2 separate regions of the Mus musculus genome follow, and region 2 is linked to region 1. The links are chromatin contacts, called in public Micro-C maps. All regions are on one chromosome and are shown on one strand. Each heading gives the region's core, a stretch centred on a gene start, on an enhancer-like site or on the middle of the called end of the contact. The rest is flanking DNA. Distances are from core to core; before and after follow the strand shown. Region 1 holds the start of Sh3rf1 (SH3 domain containing ring finger 1). Region 2 overlaps Palld (palladin, cytoskeletal associated protein).

Region 1 (5,860 bases), core at 3,138-5,637:
AATAGAAAACTTAGCAGACAATCCTATAAAGAAGAGAAACGGAATGCTGGGGTCCAAGTGACTGGAAAACATTCAGTTTTCATTCTACTTGTGATGGGAAGAAATAAATGAGTCTGTGCAAGGGAGTGACATCATGTTCTCCATCTTTTGGAGCTTGCTCTGAGTTATCACTACATCCAGGGCAAGCTATGGCCACAAGAATGGAAAGAGGCTGGCTAGAAGGGCCAGAGACAGAGGTGACAGTGGCTTAAATGAAGGTGCAGTGGGGTCTAGTCTCTATGAGAACACTGGAGACCGGATGATTTGCTTGTGCTTGTTTTTCTTGCACATGCGTGGGTTACTGTGTGAGTGTGCAGGTACATGTGTACAAGTGTAGGTGTGTGGCAGCCAGAAGACAACCTCCCGTGTTGTCCCTCAAGCACTGTCCACCTCTTTTGGCATGAAGTCTCTCTGGCCTCTAGCTGACCAAGCAGGTTGGCTGGTCACCTAGCTCTAGGAATCTACCTATCTTCTTCTTCTTCTTCTTCTTCTTCTTCTTCTTCTTCTTCTTCTTCTTCTTCTTCTTCTTCTTCTTCTTCTTCTTCTTCTTCTTCTTCTTCTTCTTCCTAGTGCTAGGGTTAGTAGCATACAACATTATGAATGGCATCTATCTATCTATCTATCTATCTATCTATCTATCTATCTATCTATCTATCTATCTATCTATCCATCCATGGTTTCTGGGGCAGTGGTGGCACATGCCTTTAATCTCACTCAGGAGGCAGAGACAGGCAAATTTCTCTGAGTTCCAGAGCAGTCTCTTCTACAGAGTGAATTCCAGGACAGTCAGGGCTGTTACACAGAGAAACTCTGTCCCAGAAAACAAACAAACAAAAAAACAAAACCAAAAACTCAACTAAGATTAACATGGGTTCTGGGAATTGAACTCAAGTCTTCCTGATTACAGTGAGCACTTTATCCTCTGAACTCTCCTGTATGATTTGTAAAAGGGTGGTTTGTTTGGGTGCATGTTTCTGGAGATTAAAAATAAGGCACAGAGATCTGATACCTTCATGGTTTCTGGTAAGGCTAGTGCTACATCTGAGCATGGGTGCAAGGTGGAAGCACACACAAAGGGACAAGGCACCAGGTATGCGACAACCACTCTCATGGTAACTGAGCCTGCAGGACTGACAAAGTCAGTCATTCATTACCTCAACAATCATCTCGGTCCCATTGGAGTGTCATTAATTCAATCATGACCCAAACATTTGTTTAAGGTCTTTCAGTGCTGTTCTATGGAGGACCAAACCTGAACATGAGTTTTGGAGGGAGCTCCCACATTTTGCCAAGCCAAGAAGGCAAAAGGCTGTAGATAGACATTAAAATATGTTTGTGTAAAAGGTGGTAGGAAAGAGGGAGGAAGAGAAGGGAAGAAATCAAGGATGGCTTCTAGGTTTCTAGTCTGAACAACTGGCTAAATACTGCTCTCCTTTACCAGCGTCCTGACAATGAGAGGAAAGACAAGTTTTGCAGAAAAATGGCTAGACACGCGAACGTGCGTGTAAGAACACGGAGGTACCATATTAAGGTTTATCTGAGTATTTGCATCTGGGATTTTACCAGGCTGGTTCCTGTTAGCACTACAAGCAATAGATGCTCGAGTTCTCCCCTTCCCCTTTCCCGTCTGAAACTTGGGGATAATTATACGTCTTGCTGCTTTGGAGGGATGCTGAGAAGATAAGTGAGATAATATATAGGAAAAGACTTTGAAGTCTTTGGAGGATAAGAGGCTGTCATTATTAAGTCGGAGAGTGTTTATATTTTTCATGTGTCTGCTCAAAGCCTCACAGGTCGTAAGCATAACAGACATTCTTTCCTTCATGCTCCATTCCCAGAAACAAGACGAGCAGGCTTTTCTTCCTCACAGCCCTTCCCTTCTGAATTCTCTCCACAGGACGTTCAGTCACTAACATTTTGATACCTGGGAAGAAAGGGTCGGGAGTACAGCTGTTAACGATAACGATAGCTCCATGCAGATTACAAAGAACTTGTATATCTTCTTTACCACTGTCAATTCTGTTCCAAACGTCACAGTTAAACCCCACCAGAGAGGCCAAGGAACACAGCCTTGAAGGAAGGTCTCTCTCCTCTCTCTCTGTTGCAGACCCAACAGCCTCAGTCTCTCAAGTACTGAGACTAAGGGCATATACTACCACACCTGGCCAACAGGTCCTTATGAGTTCTAAGCCAGCCACGGCTACATAATGAGACTTTGTATAAACAACAAACAAACAAACAAACAAAAAGCCAAACGGGTAGAAGAAATAAACTTTCTTTCTCTTTTAAGGCATTATGACTTGAATGTAAGCTGTCTCCATGGGCTCATGTGGCGAGGTCTTGGTTTTCAGATCATGCACTTTGGGAAGATGCTTGATTTCCAGGGGTTTTGATCTGATCAATTTATTGATCTCTTCAAGGATTCATATGATGGCATTATTAGGAGGAGGTGCAAAGAAGGAGGGGGACCCAGAAGTAGTCAGTGGGAGTTTGTCCTTGGGGGCTATCGCTTGGCCTGGCCCCTTCTTGGGTTCTCCTTCAGCTTCTTGTTTGTCTAAACATCTCTTTTCCACATCGATGTCTTGTGCAAGTAATTATGGATGGAACCCTCCGAAACTTAGAACTAAAATAGCCCCTCCCCCATTGTCTCTGTCTGGCATTTCATCTTGCGATGCAAGATGAAGCAACACAAGAGATTATGTGATTAAGGTCCTACCTTTTCTCCGCCCCCCCTCCCCCCAACTTTTTTTGAGGAAAGAAACAGGTCTTGGAATGCAGAGAGCTGGAGTAGAGTCCTACTCTGTGATGTAGGGAAGTTACCCAAGTGGACCTTCAGTCTTAATACCCCCCAAATCAGTCTGTTCCCTGACTCTGACTTTCCAGTCTGCCCAGCCTTCATCTCCAGTTTCTGCTGCAGCGTTAACTGGGCCAACACTTTCAGAATGCTGTTTGTAGTTAACTATTTTTCTCCTCATTCTCTTCATCCATTTTTTTCCCCTTGCCTTTTTCAGCTCAATATAAACACATACTTGTTCTCCCTCTAACGGGAAAGGAAGTGGGCAATTATTTTTGGTATTCATACAGTCTAAGTCTCAGCATATTAATCTCTTTAGAACAAAGCTGGGAAGGATGACATAGAGAGCTGCTGTGAGGATGGAATTAATACGTTTAAGAGTTTAGTACGGTGCCTGGCTTAAAATGACTGATGATTGCTACTTGCTATAATTTTATTTTCTTAACTTGAATGATACTCACTTATCTATTTATTATTATGACTTAGCTGTGGCTCTGGTTGGAGATGAACTGATAACCCGAGATTCCTTTTCAATTCCTTATCAGCTTGGTTGGTGGCCTGGCAAGAATTTCATACACGATCTCTCTTGTGAAGTTACTTTTGGTAAACTGACAGTAAGTATAAATGAATCACACTCTTTGACAACATTTAACGCGTCTCTGAAATAAGTTTGACAAACAAGCCTACACACACACACACACACACACCCTTGGACACCCCTTTTTGCAAGCCCACATTTCAGAGAATACAGGTGTGTGCCCGGGGCAACAGAAACAGATTACAGAGATGATGATGATGGCTGCCTCCAAGGCGCAGATAAAAGAGGTATCCCCTAGCCAGCTTCAAGGCGCCGGCCCACCTGGGTCAGACTTTGAATTCACCCCATTTTAGGCAGGTAGGAAGAACCTCCCCAAGACTGGCTTTAATCTCCCACCTGTTTTTCTAGTTTTTTTTTTTTTCTTTTCCCTTTCTCATTCTGAATTTTAGGATCCGCATTTCTCCAAACTTGCTTGGATTTGTCTCCCTTGGCTGCTGCAGTGGGGGCTGATTGCTGGGTGGAAGAGGCGGGCCCCGGGATCCATAGGGTGGTCACTAACCCGGACTCCAGAACTAAGGGGTCTCACTTTGCTCTCTCTATATCCACCCAGGCAGTGTGCACGCCCAGCAAAGCGCGATCGGTTCCCGCCAGAGCCACTCCCTTCCCAGGCCACCGGGAAGAGTCGGTCTCCAGGCACCGGCCAGGCGGAGCCGGAGGCCGGCAGGGCGCCCTTGCCCCAGCCTCTTCCTGGTCCCTCGGCGCCACTCCCACCGCCCTCCTCCTGGGTAGCCCAAATTTGCTCGGGGTGCACGTCCTCGGGGCGTGAAGGCGCGGGTCCCCGAGCCTTCCTCCCGCTAAGTGCGTCCCCGAAGCTGCCGCCCGCTGGGGGCTCCAGCGCGGGTCCCCGAGCGGCGGGCGGCGCTGTGGTGCGTCCCTCCGGTCCCCGGGCGCCCGCTGCGCGCTGCCTCCGCCTCCTCCTCCTCCTTGGCGGCGTCGCGTTCCCCCGCCCTCCTTGCTGGGCGGGTGGGAGGCGGCGGCGGCGGCGTGCTGTGCGAGCGCGCGCGAGGGGGGCGGCCGTGAGGAGGCTCCCGGTGCCACCGCGGCGGCCGAGCCACACGGGCAGCGGGCTCGGCGGGGCTGCATCTACCAGCGCTGCGGGGCCGCGAACAAAGGCGAGCAGCGGAGGCGCGAGGTAGGGTGCGCGGCGAGTCGGAGACGCCGGGCGCGGGGTGGTGGCCGGTGGTCGCCCGCATCCCAGTGGTGCGCGCGGGTCGGTCCCCGCGCTTCCCCTTTGGGTCTCCGGGACCTGCCGGGAACGAGCCCCGCGGCCTCTCTCGTCTCTTCCGAAGCCTCTGCCGGGCCTTGGGGCCGCTCTCTCCCCGGACACAGCCGGGTCCCTTCTGCCTCTGGGGTGGCAGTCTCCGGGGACTGTCGCTGAGCTCATCCCCGCGGGGTCGCTAGTCTGCTTCCCGCCGCACTCAGTGGCGCTGACTTTGGCCAACTTAAGGCTGCATCTTTATTTTTCTTTAAGTCCTTGAAAACTTCCACCGATCGGTGTTGGGCAATTTTTTTTTTGTCCTGGATTTGACCTAAAGGGAGGCTGAGAGGAGGCAGCTGGGTGAGATTCCCTGTTTCTGGAGCTACCCGGCCGCAGCCTCAGCTCCTAGGACCATCTCTGTCCCCGGCTGGCGACACCTGGCTCTGGGGTGTGTTTGTGGCGAGCACCACGCCAAGGGGTTGGGGGCTACCTGTGCCCCACCGTGGGAAGAGGGGCGTACCCTGGCTCTCCCCAGAACCGACTAGTCAGGAACAGCTGTTAATGTAGCCTCCAAATCCTTTCACCCCCTCCCCACCTAGGCATCTACATTGGTTGGGGTGGTGGTGGTGGTGGGGACAGCGATGCACCAACTGGCTTCAAATACTCTTTCTCCTGAGGGGGCCGTTTTTCAGATGTACCCAGAGTTTTAAGCCTAGCATTCATTCCATCGTCGAATTTTGGTGAACATTTTACTAGATTTTTCTGAATGGGATTAAGACAAGCGGTTCAGAAATCTGTTTCAGAGTTTGTCAGCCATGCCGGAAAGGGTGATTTTTCTTGTAGCTATTTTCAAGCAGGTTTTGGCTATATCTTTTAGAATTGCCGACCATCAGCTCTGGGGGGTGGGGGGTGGGGGGCCTTAGATAAGATTAAGCTGTCTGTTCTCAGACAGGGAAGACACATATGTATTTAATATTGGGATCATTCACCCAGGGCAAGGCTTCTTAAATGATAACGGTGGCTTAAAAATTGGGAAGGTCGTTGGACTTAAAAGTATTGTTTTAGATAGAGGAAACTTCCAGTCGGTTTTGCTTAGGTTCTCCAATAAGTTGAGAACTTCATTAGGCAGCCGATATCGGTCTTTTATTGCTTTTTCATAAATCCTGTTTATTGCTTGCTAGTTCTTGCTGCCCAGTGAGGTTCTAGATACCTTCAGGGATTAGTAGGGAAT
Region 2 (5,504 bases), core at 1,491-3,990, 310 kb after region 1:
TCCCCATCCCTCCCCACCTTACTTTCTGGGATAGTGTCTTTCACCGAATCTGGAACTCAGTGTTGGGCTAGAGCGGCTAGACAGAAAGCCCCCAAGATCCACCCGTGTCTGCCCTTTCAGTACGGGCGGAGGAGGTGCCATCGCAATGCTGCTTTTAACATGGAGACGGGGGATCAGGACACAGGCCCTCATGCTCACGCAGTAGGTGATGACTCTGTCAGCTCTCACTGTACCCCACTTTAATAACGCGATGATTTTTATTTTATTTTTTTTCAGGATGGTGGTCATATGGTCATTAGTGACTAAATGAGAACTTTAAGAAGGTGTGTTAATAATCTGAGGGTGGTCGCTGTGCCTTTACATAATCTGCTTATGTGAGTAATTTATTTCAGTCTTATCTTGGTAGTACACACTTCTTTTTTTTTTCTTTTTTTCCTGAGACAGGGTTTCTCTGTATAGCCCTGGCTGTCCTGGAACTCACTTAGTAGACCAGGCTGGCCTCGAACTCAGAAATCCGCCTGCCTCTGCCTCCCAAGTGCGCTACCACGCCCGATTAGTACACACTTCTTTGTAAGGAAACTGGTATCTGGGTAGGAAAAATATTGTATGAGCTTTCAAGTCTTCGAGTTTTGCTAAAACTTCATCTTCTTCCACACAAATACTAGCCAAGCCTGACTCTGATTCACTCAGAGGTGAAGCAAGATAGAGTATATTCATCACGGTATGACCATACACTAAAATATCTCCTAACAACATCTCTTAGAGTAATAAAATCCGAAATGATATAAATGGGTTGGAATTTTAAACTATGACTTTCTTAAATTAAATGACACATTCGTTAATTTTAGTCCCCTTATTTTGAATACGTGACTTCTCTACTTCTGTGGACTTATGGAAATTACCTTGTTACACGTTGAGCTCCTGGGATACAGAATAACCTCCTATTCATTTTTGTGTCCCCTGCTCCCAACATAGTGCTGTATGATACTCAATGAGAAACGATCTACAGGCTAAGTTGGGAGTGTGAGGCCTGGCTGTTTATTAAATCTAAGAAGACATTGCTTTTCTGACCCTCAATCCATGCTCAATAAGAAAACCATTGTGATACAAACAAATCCCAAATCTGTGCATAGGCGCTGTCGGCGGGGAAGTCTACTCAGACTTCCATTGGCATTTTACATGCATTTCTCTTTAAACAGTTTGTATGTCCATGCCCCCACTTGGTCTGCACCTTGTTCCCCTTCTTTATCTTCTTGCACTTAGCTCTATTGAAATTTTACAGTTTATTCTTTTACAGGTTGTTTTCTGTCTCTAAACTGTGTCCACCCTCCGCTGCAACTCCATAACTCTAATAAGAGGAGATCACATGAGAGACCCTTGGAAGCATTTGTGTAAGGAATGCATGGGTGTGCCAGGATCCTTCCTATAGGAATTCGTGATGGAATAAATGCTTGCAAAGCAAAGAAAGTTTCTATCATCGAGAGAGAGGTGGATACAAGATGTGGAAAACAGTTTTATAGGTTAAAAAAAAAAGTACAACTTCGCCTTTTAATTAAGCAGTTCCTGTGCCTAATCAAAGGCTGGCAACCCCAATACCACCAGAGCCCAGCCTCCATCTGTTTTCACCTGAGGGTTGGCAGCCATGATGGTGTAGTTCCCATCGTCGTCTAGGGTAGAGGCCGTGGTGTGGAGAGAGCAGGTCCCATCAAGGTCTCTCTGAATGGTGTAGTGATCGCTCTTCGGAGAAATCTGCTTCCCATCTTTAAACCAATAGATCTGTGGAAGGAAACAAGGAGGCAGACTGAGAATGCGCTCTTCCCCGTCAGCTGCTATAACAGTGCCCAGTCTGCAGAGGGCACTGTGAAAACCCGGCAAACCAGCATCTTCGCAGGAGACTGAATTGTGAGCAACACAAGCAGGAACAGCAAAATTCAACTTCCTTTTAGTTTTTAAAAGTTGTGTGTGCTGCGTGCGTGTGTGCGTGCGTGTGTGCGCACTTGTAGAGGCTGGAACCAGGCACCGGGTCTCTTGGAGCTGGAGTTGGGCTGTGAGCCACGTGACGAGGGTGCAGTAAGTGCTGCTGGTTAGGATTCCCTTTCAAACCACATGGTTTCCCACTGTCATTTTCTTCTTGTAACCAAAAGCGGGGTCGGGGGAGCTGCCTGATTGTTGACAGAAGCCTACTTTAACCCCTTATGTTTTAAAATAATTTCTTCTTTAAAATAGATATACACGAAATTTGAGAACACAAACTGACATACTAATCCAACTCCAAAGCATTTGAATCTGAAAGGGCTAGGGCGAGGGTGCCTTCCATCTTTAGAACCCATGTGGCAGGAGAGAAGTGACTCCCATGGGTTGTCCTCTGACCTCCTTGTGTGCTCTGTCAAATGTCTCCCCAGAAAACGGAAAAGCTTTTTCTAAAGTTCCAAGTTTTATAAGGTAATGGGACAGGTGTAATATTAAAGGTGTCTAGCTAGGAGACAGAACCAGCTGGAGGGGGAAAGAACGCAGGGAAGGAATGAGCACGATAGAACTCGTTGCTGAGTGTGTTCACCTAAATATTAGTGAAAAACCTTCCGTCCATTTCCTCCCACTGGGAAAAGACTGGACACATTTAGTCCTGAATATTAGACTCTTACTGCCATAGTTTTTCTAACTCCCCCTTTTTCGCTTGAGGCAGGGTTTCACTATGAGCCCCTGGCTGGCTCAAAATTCACTATGTAGATGAGGCTGGCCTTGACCTCACAGAGATCTGTCTGCCTTTGCTCCCGAGTGCCGAGATTAAGGGTGTGAGCCACCGCACCTGGTTTTCTAACTCCATTTTTTTTTTTTAAAGTCAGATCCAAGATATGAAAACTGTGTTATGCAGTAATCACCAGAATTAGATTAACTTTTGGCTCTAAAATTAAATTATAAGGCATGATCTCTCCTAGTCATACATTTTTAGTGATTTGATTATTTCTGATGAAACAAAAGTGTAACTAGAGGATTTCTCCCTCCTCCATTGCTTTTTTTCCTTATATCAGTCCTTAAAAAGTGATTTATTTTTTCATTTTTTGGCTTACCTTTGGCTTTGGATTCCCAGCCACTCGACACGTGAAAGTCACCGGCATCCCCTCAAAGATCTTGTAGTGTTTCAGCTTCATCTCAAAGAAGGGAGCTGTTGCGTTCTCCACAGGCACATCTGGATCCTGCACCTCGTCTCCCGACTCATCCACAGGGGAGCGCTCCAGCCGGTACTCAATCTCGCTAATCAGCCTCTGCTCGCAGCTAGAGACTTTGTACTCCTGGGCCAGACACAGAGGTCCGAGTCAGCATCTCCTGAGACACACCTCCCTTGCTAACAAACCGCGGGAGGGTGGGGGGAGGGGAACGCAGGGAGGTGGGGGGAGGGGTGCAGTTTTTTTTTTTTTTTTTTTTTTTTTTTTCAGTGAATCATGATCCGGGCTCAATACAATTTCATAGGCTAGCAGAAAGCATCTGGAGTTGAGTTTGTGTGATATTTAAAATCATCTTAAAGTCCTATTCTCAAAATAAAACAAACAAACAAAAGCCACACAAATAAATAAGCAAGCAAACACCGACTACTTTTCTTGGAAGGGGTGGGGAGGAACAGTTGAAAATAAGAAGGGAAGGCTATCTACTCTACACTCCTAGGAAGCAGACACTGTGGGTAAAAACCATGTGGGTGCTACGTCCCTCCAGAAGGCTATCTGTGCACGGGCGAGCAACTTCAGTGGTGCACAGAATTTTCTCAAATGAAGAAGGGGGAAGTCAGCACCACGTTTTTCTCCATTTACTTTACACAATACACATATAGCATACGGGCTCCCCCCTTGATCGGCAGCCCATCTCTTAAGCAAAAGCAAGATTGCTAGCACATTTCACTCACACACAGAAGCAACAGCAAGGCTCTAACATTACATGTCAGTGTTTAGGGCGGAGCCTGAAGCTTCCTGCCTGCAAATTATCATGAGCACAAGATATTCCCAGGCATATTCCCAGGGTCACAGTAAGTAGGAGATGTTTGTGCTGTTCTGTTTTGAGACAGGGTCTTGCTATGTAGCCTAGTCTGACCTTCAGTTTAGCCATATTGCCACTTCAGCTTTGTGAATGCTGGGATTGCAGGTGTGCACTGCCCTGCTTGCTTCAGAGACTATTTTAATTATGCTTTTTTTTTTCTTTAAAAAGTTACTGTACCTGAAAATAGTTTACTGGTTTGAGGTAAGGAATACAACGGTCTGAATAAAATTATGAAATCGTATACACTACAAGCTGTTTCCTTTAATTTCATCACTGTCAAATGGATCACCCCGCTCCCAGAAGGGTGTCTAATGCATGAAATCCTTCTCATGCCTTTCGGTTTAGTGTATTTACCTAAGCTAGAACTCAAGTCAAGTTTGCAGATAAATGAGAAGAAATAAGTTCATCTGATACCACATGAAATATTGATGCCAGCCACAGTATATATAATTACCATACAGCAGTAGAAACAGACACACAGACACAAAAGGAAGCACAGAAGGTCAGTACAGTGGGAGACTGGACAGAGGAAGGGTAGAGTTTAACCTTTTGACCATCCAGAGGACCCCCTACAGAAGCCCGAGGAGCCCCAGCGTCCTGTAATGGCAGAAAACAAGACATGAGACCATCTGGAATATGCAGCAGGGTTTCAAGGTTCCTTTGAAGGAATGTGTGTGGTGGCAAATGTTGCCTGAGCACAGTGACATTTCCAGACTGAAGGAGGCCTGTTCTCAAGGTCAGGAGAAGGGCGAAGACTTCCCATGAATCATTAGGCTTGCTTTAAAGCTTTGTTGGGGCCTCTTCTGTTCATTTGGTTTTCTTGTGAGACCTCTATCTTCCAACTCCAATTGGGAGAAATGGAACTACAGAGTAGCTCCACACATGTCCTTTCTTGGTAGCTGCGGGGTTGTAAGATAGCCCCTTGGATCCCTGTCAGTTAGTGATTTATGATCACCTATGTGAAAGAGGGCAGAGGCTCCCCTTTCTAGTTTTGACTGACTTTGAGAACATTAAGGGCGCACCGATTCGCTTACTTCAAAGAGGAAGGGTGAAAGGGTTTTCCATGCAAACCATTTTTCATTAGAGCATAGGACAGTTGGAAAAACACAAAGATACCGGAAAGGAAAACACAGCAATCGATACCAGATCAGTATCAATAATGTCAATTAGTTCACTGAGAGGGTCGACTAATCAATCACTCAGCAATGTCAGCATGTATCCAGTGAGTAAAACCTACGAGGTTGACAGGACAGCAGCAATCTTGCTTTTCTATGACTTGCCTGCTACTTGCCTCACAATGGATCCCAAGAACAGAGGCGGGGAAGGTGGGCGGAGCCATGATTATTTCTCAGGAAGTTAGGAGCAATGCCGTACCTGATTGGCTGCCGTTTCCTCTGGCTCCTGGATGTTGAAGACGTTTGCGCTGTCGGCTCCAAGCAGGCGGCGAGCCATTCTTTCCTCATAGGTTAGCCTCTGCA

The links. A called contact is a pair of places that touch in the nucleus more often than the background predicts.
Region 2: a contact with region 1 is called in a Micro-C map of embryonic stem cells, with 3 times the contacts expected there. The contact joins the enhancer-like site here to the promoter of Sh3rf1 in region 1. A contact is called at or near these places in 4 of 484 Hi-C or Micro-C datasets (all in embryonic stem cells) and 5 of 115 datasets of contacts at active chromatin or transcription factors (embryonic hindbrain, embryonic stem cells, forebrain and 2 more).

What each region holds. Positions count from the first base shown.
Region 1 is chr8:61,219,784-61,225,643 of GRCm38.p6, forward strand. It overlaps Sh3rf1 (SH3 domain containing ring finger 1), which reads left to right and starts at 4,388. Exons shown (of 12, transcript NM_021506.2): 1 at 4,388-4,563.
Region 2 is chr8:61,530,286-61,535,789 of GRCm38.p6, forward strand. It overlaps Palld (palladin, cytoskeletal associated protein), which reads right to left. Exons shown (of 22, transcript NM_001293772.2): 13 at 5,401-5,499; 14 at 4,573-4,623; 15 at 3,069-3,290; 16 at 1,627-1,776. Among named protein-coding and RNA genes, the nearest start is that of Cbr4, 45 kb to the left of the region's middle. Within about 2 kb of position 2,741, at least 10 of the 459 cell types and tissues checked have an H3K27ac peak or open chromatin away from gene starts, as enhancers often do. A contact at or near this core is called in embryonic stem cells, where this site is marked.